2 separate regions of the Hordeum vulgare genome follow, and region 2 is linked to region 1. The links are chromatin contacts, called in public Hi-C maps. All regions are on one chromosome and are shown on one strand. Each heading gives the region's core, a stretch centred on a gene start, on an enhancer-like site or on the middle of the called end of the contact. The rest is flanking DNA. Distances are from core to core; before and after follow the strand shown.

The links. A called contact is a pair of places that touch in the nucleus more often than the background predicts.
Region 2: a Hi-C map of seedling shows a contact between it and region 1, with 9 times the contacts expected there. The contact joins the promoter of LOC123402257 here to the enhancer-like site in region 1. A contact is called at or near these places in 3 of 6 Hi-C or Micro-C datasets (leaf and seedling).

What each region holds. Positions count from the first base shown.
Region 1 is chr6H:396,189,918-396,195,512 of MorexV3_pseudomolecules_assembly, reverse strand. No RefSeq gene overlaps it. Among protein-coding and RNA genes, the nearest start is that of LOC123403729, 180 kb to the right of the region's middle. Within about 2 kb of position 1,387, at least 3 of the 3 cell types and tissues checked have open chromatin away from gene starts, as enhancers often do. A contact at or near this core is called in leaf and seedling, where this site is marked.
Region 2 is chr6H:396,957,937-396,963,486 of MorexV3_pseudomolecules_assembly, reverse strand. LOC123402257 (thylakoid lumenal protein TL20.3, chloroplastic) reads right to left here and starts at 1,617. Exons shown (of 6, transcript XM_045096151.1): 1 at 1,227-1,617; 2 at 1,101-1,130. The coding sequence starts at 1,537.

The DNA.
Region 1 (5,595 bases), core at 138-2,637:
TAAAATATTCGTAATTTTATAAAAATATTTCTTAACTTTCTAAAACTTCTTGAGAAAGCGAAAATTGTTTAGGAATTTCGAAATTTGAAAACAATGCTTAATATTTTAATAAAATGTAAATGTGTTTTGAAAACAATGTCATGAGTTTCGAAATAATGTTAAAAATCTGAAAGCAATGTTCTTGAATTTTTAGAAAAATATATATGGTTTAAAATAATGTTCATGAATTTCCAATACATTTTACTGTTTTAAAATATCTATAAATTTGAAAATTATTGGCAAAATAAAAAATTGAATTGAATGATACAGTAAATAGAAAAGAAAAAGAAAAAAAGAAATGAAAAAGGAGAAAAAAAGCGGAATGAAAAAGAAAAAAAAGGCCGTTGGAGAAGGTTGGGCCAGGGCAAACGTACACAACATTGAAGTGGAGTGCGCATGCGTTTGATCAACATGGTTAATCAGGGACCCTCAAAGCAATTAGTTGGCGAGCGTTTTTTTTTAAAGCCTCCTAACTATCACTTTCAGACGTCATCATTTGATGCGTTGTCAACTGCCACCGCATGTTGCGCTCTGAGCGTTTTCTTTGGGTGTTTTTTTTTATTTTTCCGCACGCGTTTTTGACTTTCAAGATGTTTTTTTTCCGTGTTGATGTTTTTCATCGGTCTTTCTTAGCTTTTGATGAAGGTAAGCACTGACGGAGCTTCAGCAAGGTTGATTGGGCCGTGTCCCGCCCACGTCTGGAGCAAAAAAACAGAATTATACTATTGCAACCCATAACACTCACGAACAACATATTACTACGCACGGAAACCCTATTTAGCGTCACAGACAAACTTATAGTACTACGCACGGGACACCCTATTTAACGCCACAGACGTCGGTTAAAGGCAAATTTTGCTAACCGGCACCCGCAGCGCTCCGACATGGGCCGGTCCATGTAGATATCTGATCTGTACTTTAGCCCGCGAACTTTTTTCCAAATCAATTAACTTTTTTGAAAAACGGTGTACTTTTTTGGAAGTTAATGAATTTTTTTGAAAACAATGAAATTTTCCGAAAATCAATGAACATAATTTAAAATTCCTGAACTTTTTTCAAAATCACTGAATTACTTTAAGAAATTGATGAATAATTTTTAAAAACCGATGCACTTTTTGTGAAAATGAATGATTTTTTGTCGAATTCTGTAATTCATTTGAAAATAAATAAACATATTTCAGAAATCAATGATTTTTTTTATAATCGTTGAACTTTTTTTACATATCTGATTTTTTAAAAAATTATATAAAGTTTTTTTCGATTAAAGGCCAACACATTCTATATGAGCCGGCCCATGAGAAGGAGCGCTGCAGGCGCTGGTTTGGCTAACCGGCGCAGAAGGCGCCGTATAGGACCTCCCGACAGGAAGCAAAGGAAAATGCTATTTGACGCATTTTGCGTCAAGTTGTCGGGGTAACAAACTTGCTGATAAAGGGATCCATCGAGAAGGGGCCGCCCATTAAAAGGGTTCCAGTCGGTTTTTTCTGGTTTTGAGAACCTTCTAAATGTTCTTGAATCCTTTTTTTCAGTTTCATTTACTTTTTTTTCTCTTTTTTATTTTTTATTTTTCTCTCTTGTTTTTATTCTTTTTTATTTTCTTGTTTATTTCTTTTATTTGAAAAATAATTACAGTTTCAAATTAGTTCACAATTCAAAAAAAAATCATAGTTTTATAAAAAAATGAATTTGAAAATTTGTTCTGTAATTAAAAAAGTTCGCTTTTTTTGTTAACAAATTTTAAAATATGTTTAGGGTTTGAATAATGTTCTAGCCTTACAGTTTTGTTCAAAAATTCAAAATATGTTTACATTTAAATCTTTTGTTTGCGAGTTCATGAAATTTTTGAGTTTTAAAATAATTGTTCAGAATTTTGAGAATTTTTTATTGTTTCCAATGTTTATTACATTTTTTACAAAAAAACTTGTATTTGTTACAAAATTGTTCGTAGTTTGAAAAAAGTTCCCGTTTGCAATATTGGTATTTTTTTAGCAAACATTAAATTTTATCGTTGTGGTTGTTGTTTCTTTTATTTTGGTGATGCACATTTAGCACAACAGCTAGTTTGCCACAACTGCTAGCGTAGCGCTTAAGACCGTTCGGTCACCGTTCCAATCCCAACACGAGTGTTATTGCTTTTTTAGGTTTTTTTCATCTCGGGAATGCTAAATGGGCCGGCCCACGTTTGCCATCTCTGTACAAAACGTTGACACTTCGATGCTATTAAGACTGAAACGGAAGGGAAATAGAGTGCTATTATCAAGGAGATTGGAGCCCAAGCTCGAGATTTCAATAGATGCGAGTTTATCTTTGAAGGCCGCGAGAGGAATGTTTGATGCTCACAATTTAGCAAAATTTGCTTCTAGTTTAGATGTTGGTCGCCACTTGTGGCTGGGTCTTCCCCATGATCCTTTTGTTATTCGTGTAAACCGTACTCCTAGTCTATAAATGTTGGTTTTACGGCTCAAAAAAAACATAGGAGCACCCCGCAGCAGACTCGTATGCGTAGCATTTGCAGCGAATCAGGTTCACAGTTTGATGGCTTCCGCCGCCTTAAAGCAGCTCTAGCAAACCTCGTAAAACACCGACTGTTGGGGAACGTTGCATGGGAAACAAAAAAATTCCTACACACACGAAGACATATCATGGTGATGATCATCTACGAGAGGGAGATCAGATCTACATACCCTTGTAGATCGCTAAGCGGGAAGCGTTAAGAAGCGCGGTTGATGTAGTGGAGCGTATTCACGATCCAAATCGTCGCCGTCCCACGATCCATCCCGATCTAGCACCGAACGGACGACACCTCCGCATTCAGCACACGTACAGCTCGATGACGATCTCCGCCTTCTTGATCCAGCAAGAGAGATGGGGAAGTAGATGAGTTCTCCAGCATCATGACGACGCGCCGGTGATGGTGGCGATCTATTCCTGCAGGGCTTCGCCTAAGCACCGCAGAAATCCAATCTAGAGGAAGAACTACGAACTAAAGGAGGGGGTAGCACGTGGCTAAATATTGTGTCTCAAAAACCCTCAAACCTCTAGTATATATAGGAGGAAGGAGGGGGCAGGCTTGCGCACCAAGGGAGCCTTCATTGGGCTCGGTCGAACTAGGAGGGGAGGAGTCCTCCTCCAATCCTACTTGGATTAGGACTCCTCTCCAATCCTACTTGGTATGTTACTTGACCGAGATTCGAACGCCGGTATTTTCATACCTATTTCAATCTCGTTACCGGCAAGTCTCTTTACTCGTTCCGTAATACAAGATCCCGGGACTAACTCTTTAGTCACATTGCTTGCAAGGCTTTGTATGTGATGTTGTATTACCGAGTGGGCCCCGAGATACCTCTCCGTCACACGGAGTGACAAATCCCAGTCTTGATCCATGGTAACTCAAGGGAGACCTTCGGATATGCATGTAGAGTACCTTTATAGTCACCCAGTAACGTTGCGACGTTTGATACACACAAGGCATTACTCCGGTGTGAGTGAGTTACATGATCTCATGGTCATAGGAATGAATACTTGACATGCAGAAAACAATAGCAACAAACTTACACGATCATATGCTACGTTCATAGTTTGGGTTTTGTCCATCACATCATTCTACTAATGATGTGATCTCATTATCAAGTGACAACACTTGTTTATGGCTATGAGACACTAACCATCCTTGATCAACGAGCTAATCAACTAGAGGCTTACTAGGGACATTATTTTGTCCATGTATCCACACATGTATTTGTGTTTCCGCTCAATAATATTATAACATGGATAATAAACGGTTATCTTGAAACAGGAAATATAATAATAACTATTCTATTATTGCCTCTAGGGCATATTTCCAACACCGACCCGCAAAACTTCTGTACAACATATTTGGTCATAGCCTGCTTCGCTCCGCAAACCAAAACCCCCATATTAGCCAATTTGACGATGGTTCCGACGGTTGAGTTCAAATTCGAAAAATAAAAGCATAGTTTCCTACGACAAACGCACAAGGATTTCATGCAAAAGAAACGACCACGTCCATCATCATCTTGGTTGCTTTTCACCCGTTGTCATGATCTTCACTCCGCACCATCGCCATCAGTGCCATCACCGCCTCCGAGTTCATCACCCGCACTTGTTCCAACTCCGGCACCAAAAGCATAGCCGGGTGAACTGAAAGCATCAGCGGCACTAGTTCCAACTCGTGAAGGGAAAACATCACCGACACCGAAACACCCACCGACTGTCACTACCATCCTCCTCTTCAAGATGTGTCTCCTTGCCATATCATGCCATTCTCTGGTGATGTCGTCCATGTCATCGCGGTTCAGTGTCATGATCTTGTTCTCCTCGGCAAGAAGCTTGGCCATGGATTTCATCTCATCCGCAAAGACTCTTCTCTCCTAAGTGGCCGCCTTGCACAACCCCTCGTCGTTGAGCAATTGCCACTTCTCTTGCTTCTCTCGTGCCTTCTTCTCCGCCAATTCTCTCTTGGCCTCCAATGTCTTCACCAACATCAACTCATTTGATTGCACCATGGTATCTATCTTTTCCCTGATACGTCTCCAACGTATGTATAATTTTTTATTGTTCCATGCTGATATATTATCATTCTACGACACTTTTTGGGCATTTATATACCAATTTATAATATTTTTGAACACTAACCTATTGACCCAGTGCCCACAGCGAGTTCCTGTTTTCTGCGTGTTTTTTGCTTTGTAGGTTTACACTACCAAATGAAGTTCAAATGCCACGAAACTTTAATATGATTTTTTCTGGACTATATGAAGACATGCAAGAATCGGAAGTGGACGAGAGGCCACACGAGGGAGGACAAGCCAACAGGGCATGGTCGAGGGCTTGGCCGCGCCCTGATGGCTTGTGGCCCCCGTGGATGCCTCCCGACGTCCCTCTCTCGCCTATAAATTCGCAAATATTCCAAAAACCCTTAGAGAACTCCCAAAACACTTTTTCCGCCGCCGCAAGCCTCTGTTCCGACGGGAGGCCATCTAAACCTCTGTTCCGACGATCTGCCGGAGGGGAGATCAATCACGGAGGGCGTCTACATCAACCTTGTTGCCCTCACCATGATGCGTGAGTAGTTCACCATAGAACTACAGGTCTGTAGGTACTACCTAGATGGCAATCTCTCTCTCTCTCTCTTATGATCTTCATTACCATGTTCATCGCATCTTTGCTTTGATCTATCCAATGTAATCACTATGTATGGTGTGTTTGTTGGGATCCGATGGATTGTGGGTTTATGTTCAGATTATTCATGAAAAGTATTTGAGTCACCTCTGATTATTATGATTCTTAATTGCATGATTTCGTAATGCTCTCTGATCTATTGAGATAGTTTGGCCAACTAGATTAATATTTCTTCGGTGGGAGTGGTGCGTTGTAGTAGGTTCAACCTGGCGAATTTCTATATCCCAGTGACAGAAGGGGACAAGATACGTCTTTGTGTTGCTTCTACTGAGGATAAAACTATGGGGTTTATCCATATTAATTGAGTTTACCTTGTCTACATCATGTCATTGTCCTCCAAGCATTACTATTTTT
Region 2 (5,550 bases), core at 368-2,867, 770 kb before region 1:
CATGTGCCCAGGCCGCCGCCGCGGCCGACCTCAACCGCCACCCCGCCTCCGCGGCCGTACCTCTCCCCGCTCACTTCCCCCGTTGCGGCGCTCGAGCGCATCGCGTCGACCCTTGTCCACCCTGGCGTGTGCCCAGGCCGCTGCCACACCACTCGTCGCCGCGGCCGACCTCAACCATCACCGTTGCCGATCTTAACCCACCCGCCTCCGCGGTCGTACCTTTGCCCGCTTACTGCCCCCGTTTCGGCGCTCGAGCACAACTTCTGGATCAAATCAATGCGACAGCTATAACGACTTGGGATGATGCGTCTGCTCGATGCAGAACGGCGGCGGTGCGGCGTAGCGAAGTACTTGCAGGCGGAGGCGGCCTCCATGGCTCACACGGGGAACTCCGAGGTTATGGCGCGGCAACGGCGACTCCTTATGGACAGATAGAGGCGCCTAACCCTTGCTCCCCTCACCGTATCCCCTCCTCCGACAGGAACTCATCATCTGGTGAGATCCCCTCCCCATGCCTCCAACCATGTGCCAAGCACCGGCAAGAAATTTTGTTTTGTGGGAATTTGTTTGCTGATGAATGAATGTATTGAATGTAAGATTGCATTGTTGTAGAGAGAAAATGGAACACCACCTTGAGTTTGTCATCTGATCCCACATTCTCTACCCCATGAATGAAATAAGATAACAGTCCATTGATCAATTCACGTAGCCTCTTTGTTTTGCTTTGCTTGTCCCGCTCAATCTCTCATCATGGTGGAATTAACAATGGACAGATTGATTTCTCAACAAAATAGGATAGGACTGACTACATTAGTTAGTTAGCTTATTATTTTAATAAATCAAAATGATTATAAAAAGATTAAAAGCGTGTGGTATTTTTTTCCCCGTTGCAACTCACGGGCCCTTTTGCTATATGTATACTTCCGTTTCCAAAAAAAAGTACACTTCCACAAAAAGAAGTCACAAAACAAGCAAAATAGAATGTTACTGGGAAACTTCATTTTTGGAACTTCTATTTGCTTCATTAGAAAATTACCTGCCAGCAGCAGATACAGATAAGTTTAAGAATGGAACTTTTAAAAAATAAATTAGACACCAACCTGAAGTTTTCGTTAACATGCACAGTGTTTCTGCAAAACCACATAAGAGGGCAGCATCAGCGACCCGGTGCAGGAAAACGAGCAACTGGGAACAAGAGACGGAAAGATGCAGGTGGCGCGTGGTACTTGAGGTCCGCATTGCCGAACTGCGCGGCTGAACCGATGCCGAACTCGCCCCTCTGATCCGCCTCGTACTTGTTCAGATCTGCGTTGGCAGGCATCGCTACGACTACGGCAGCCGCGAGGGCTGCAGAGACCGCTACGCGCCACCTCGGCGGCGCCGGCGACGTATTCGACGCATTGCCGCCGCCGGAGCGGTCGGTGGTCGCCTGGCAGGAGATGCGCTGGAAGCGGCGTGAACGACAGCGCGTGAGGGAAGCGGGAGCCTTAGGCCGAGCAACGGTGGCGGCAAGAGGGGAGGTGGAAGCGAGAGCCATGGCGGATTAGAGAGGTGGGTGAGGTGGGGAGTGGACGGATGGTGGCTCGCGCGCGAACACGTAACGGGCGGCACAGCCATCGGACGGGGAACACGGGGAACGGGGAGTAAAATCCAGTGGTCGCACATTTTTGGGCCCTTGTATTTTTGACCACAGTCGCTTCCGCCTTACTTCATAAAAGCATCTTCAATACCGGCGCTAAATAAACGTCGCGATGAAAATTTATCTTTTAACGCGTGCCTAATCAATAATTAGGATTTACCGGACGCGTAATAAGCGTATACAGCGCCTGGTCTGAATTGTCTTCGCACGTTGTGTATTTGATGTGCCCGCTTTCGCGCGCCGCACACTCAAACGTCCATGTCGCACTCTCTTCGTCGCGCCATCTTCGCCTCGTCCCGCGCCGTTGTCGTCAAATTGACCCAATGGACGCCCGTGCTGGCACCCCTCTCACCCCTTCCTACACCCGCGACCCCAATGTCGCCGCTGTCGTCGCCGCCGCAAACCCTAACGCGGGGAGCTTTGGCTTCGCATCTGCCGTTTGGATTATGAACTTGGTTGGATGATGTTGTGGGCATGAATTTGAACTTGTGGACATGAATTTTTTATGTCATCGTGAATTTGTTTGTCTGATTTAAATTATGACATGTATTTGTTTTGATGTTTTGAAATTCATTTCTTGTCCAAAATGCAACATATGGCAAGCGTCGGCTGCTCAAGTGCGCTGCATTTTAGCGCGCCTGTTGGAGCTATGCGTACGCGGTAAAGTCTACAGCGGCCGCCGGAGCCAGCGCTCTCCGTCGTGCCAAAACAGACAATCGACACGCTACAAACGCATTTTTTACGCGCCGCGCGTTGGGCGGTTGTTAGAGATGCTCTAGCTTTGCCATTTCTCTACAAATAAAAGCACATCTTTCTTTTATTAAAAATATGAAAGGACATTGTCATTGGCCCGCAACTTCTACATTATGTTCTTATTAACGGCATCCCATGCTTGTATTTTACGCGAAAACTATATCTCGCTTATAATCGGTCAATTGATCTTTCCTCTTCAAGGCTTGGATTGTCGTTTCAGGATCCAATAACGGTGTAAGTTTTACATCTGTAAAATTCCCGAGCTGTATTCCAAATGAGTGCTTGGTTCACCGTTTTTTCTTGTCGCCTGTATTTCTTCTCACTCCTTTTCTACACGATACACTTGTAAAAATATTACAGACCAGCAAAGGCCTGAGTCGAAATCCGGTTGTGAGAACAAGAGGAAGCGCCGCGAGGAAAACGGAAGGCGACGACCGTCGATGCTGCGTTGCTCTTCCGAGCGATATACACGACCACCATCTTACCGATCATGGGTGCTCCTCGCCGTCACCGTCGCTGCAGACGACGACACGACGGCGCCGACCACCGGAGAAAAGCACGTCCGGTCGTGCTCCTTCATGCAGCAGACATCGCCACCTCGTGCTTCGCGGTTCCACCGTCTTTGTCCGGCGAGCTTCCTCCGCTAGGCTGTCCAAGCACTGGTGGACGTTAGAGGGTGGCAGGGTCAGACTACAGGCAGCTGACCTCCCGAGACGTGGACGAGGTGACGTACAGATGTAGCAACGACGATAGCTAGCTCTGCGGATGCGACAATGATAACGAATGACAGTTTGTATTGTTTGATGTCTCGCCCACACAAAGGTTTATAACCGGATTTGGTTACAAGTGTATTAAGTGTTGGCTAGTAAAATATACCTGTAAAATGTTTACAGGGGTATATATTCCAGAGCTCCCAAGCGGGACCTCATGTAGATCTGACGCACCTGGATGTCCTGGAGCACCATAATGCCAATGGGCTAGAGCACCCGATATTTTTCTTAGCGAGATGGTATCTCCCGTCCCCTGAAGCGCCGACACGTATGGGCCAGCCCAGTAGCATGTTTCTCTGTTATGCGTTCGTTCGACCAGTCCAATCATTGCTGTGTTTGATTCTGTTTTTTTTCTCTTTTTCTTTCTTTTTTATTCTGTTTTTCTATTTCTTTGTCAGTTTCCTAAAAAAATGTTGTACTATGTTTTTTCGTTCTTTCCCCATTTTCTCTGGTTTTCCTTTTTGGCCCCCCCCCTTTTTACAGCGGTTTTCCTCTGGTTTTCTTGTATTTTGTTTTTTAATATTTGCTTGTTTCATTTTCATTTTCTTCGTGTTCTTTCTACTCAATTCAACATTTTCTGTATACATTAGGTACATTTTTATACACTTCTAAAAATTGTTAAATACATGATTAATATTTTTCCCAAATATAAGTTTTGATGCCTATTTTATTTTTCATACACATTATATATTTTGGGATGCATCTAAAACATTTTATATATGGTTAAAATTGTTTAAACACATTATTAACCTATTTTTCAAGCATGTATTTGATGTATTTGTTTTCCTGCATATTATAAATTTCTCTTATAGATCAGGAACATTTTTATACCAAAAACTATTTTTTAATACATCATTACCAATTTTTTTAAATATGTTATTTGATGTCCACTTTTTTAAATACATGTTCTATATTTTTTATACATAAGGACGTTATTTTATACATGTGTAACATTTTTCGTATTCATGTTTTGATGTCTACATTTTTCATACACACTGTACCTTTTCATATATATTATCATTGTTTAAGAATTCATCATATTAATCAGTTAATTGGTCAGTTCTCATCGAATGACCGAATCGAATAACATCTATTCATTATGTTAACTTGCAAGGCCGATTAGATGGCCTATCGGATCGATTAAATGGTATGTCAAACCGATTAATTGGTTGTTAGGCCTATAAATCGTTGTTGGCACGCTAACTTGTGAGCAAGCGAAACCCAATTATTTGGCAAATGACCCCTCTTAGCCCTTCTGTTCCTAAATAGCTAGGGTTCAACCCTCCACCAACCCTCTCTAGCTCCTTTCATCCTCTCCCTACGTAGACGGCGACTCGAAAGGTCTTCGTCAGCGCGCCGTTGCTTTCCCCGCCACCCCTTGGTGTCGTTGCTTTCTCTTCTCCTTCTACGCGCCGCTACTCTCCCTTCTCCTTCGTGACCTGCCACCTCCGTCAACCGACATGTTCAAATGCCCTGCACGACCGCCATCACCTTCCCTCCGTTTGTCGCCGTCGTGTGCTAATCATCCCTTGGAGTTGAGTCCCATGCGGAAATAAGCAAAAAAAAGTGTAGTTTTATACATGTTTGTTGATGATTTTTTGACGCACACATGAATGATTGTTGTTGTATACATGTTTGTGATCTATTGAGAAAACAAAATGGTTCCATTTTCTTCATATTTACAATGTAGATTTTTTTCATACAAAATTTGATTCTATTGAGTTCAAAATTAGATTGACTAATGCTAGACCCATTAATCCAGATAATAGCCAATCCATACATTAATTGCTATTCCTAAACCGAGCGAGCAGCTACCAGTTAACGAGTTTCTCAACATTGTACATTAAAATAACATTTTCTAAATACACAATTAAAAATCATTTCATATTTTGATGTCTATCTTTTCATACACGTTATACATTTATCATACATCTTGCATATTTATTGTATACATCATGATTGTTTATACCTGTTTACACTTTCTAAATATAAGACTAACATTTTTTTATAGTATGTTTTATGTATACAGAAGAAAAATAAAATCTATACATGTTCAACATTTTTCAAATACAGTATTCATATTTATAAAGAAGTTCAAATTTTATAAAAATGGTCGTGGTTTTTCCAAAATGATCATAAATTTAGAAATTGTTTCCATTATTAAAATTTGTTCAAGAATTTCAAGAAATGTTCCCTTTTTTGGAAATTATTTGTTCTTGTATTGAAAACTTGATCACTAACTAAAAAATGTTCTTGTTTTTTGAGTAGTTGGTCATGTACTCTAAATTTGTCCGTGTTGCAATTTTGTTGGGATTTTCAGAATTGTTCTCCATCTCTAAATTTGTTCGTGATCTAGAAAACTGTTCCCATTTAAAAAAATTGGTTATA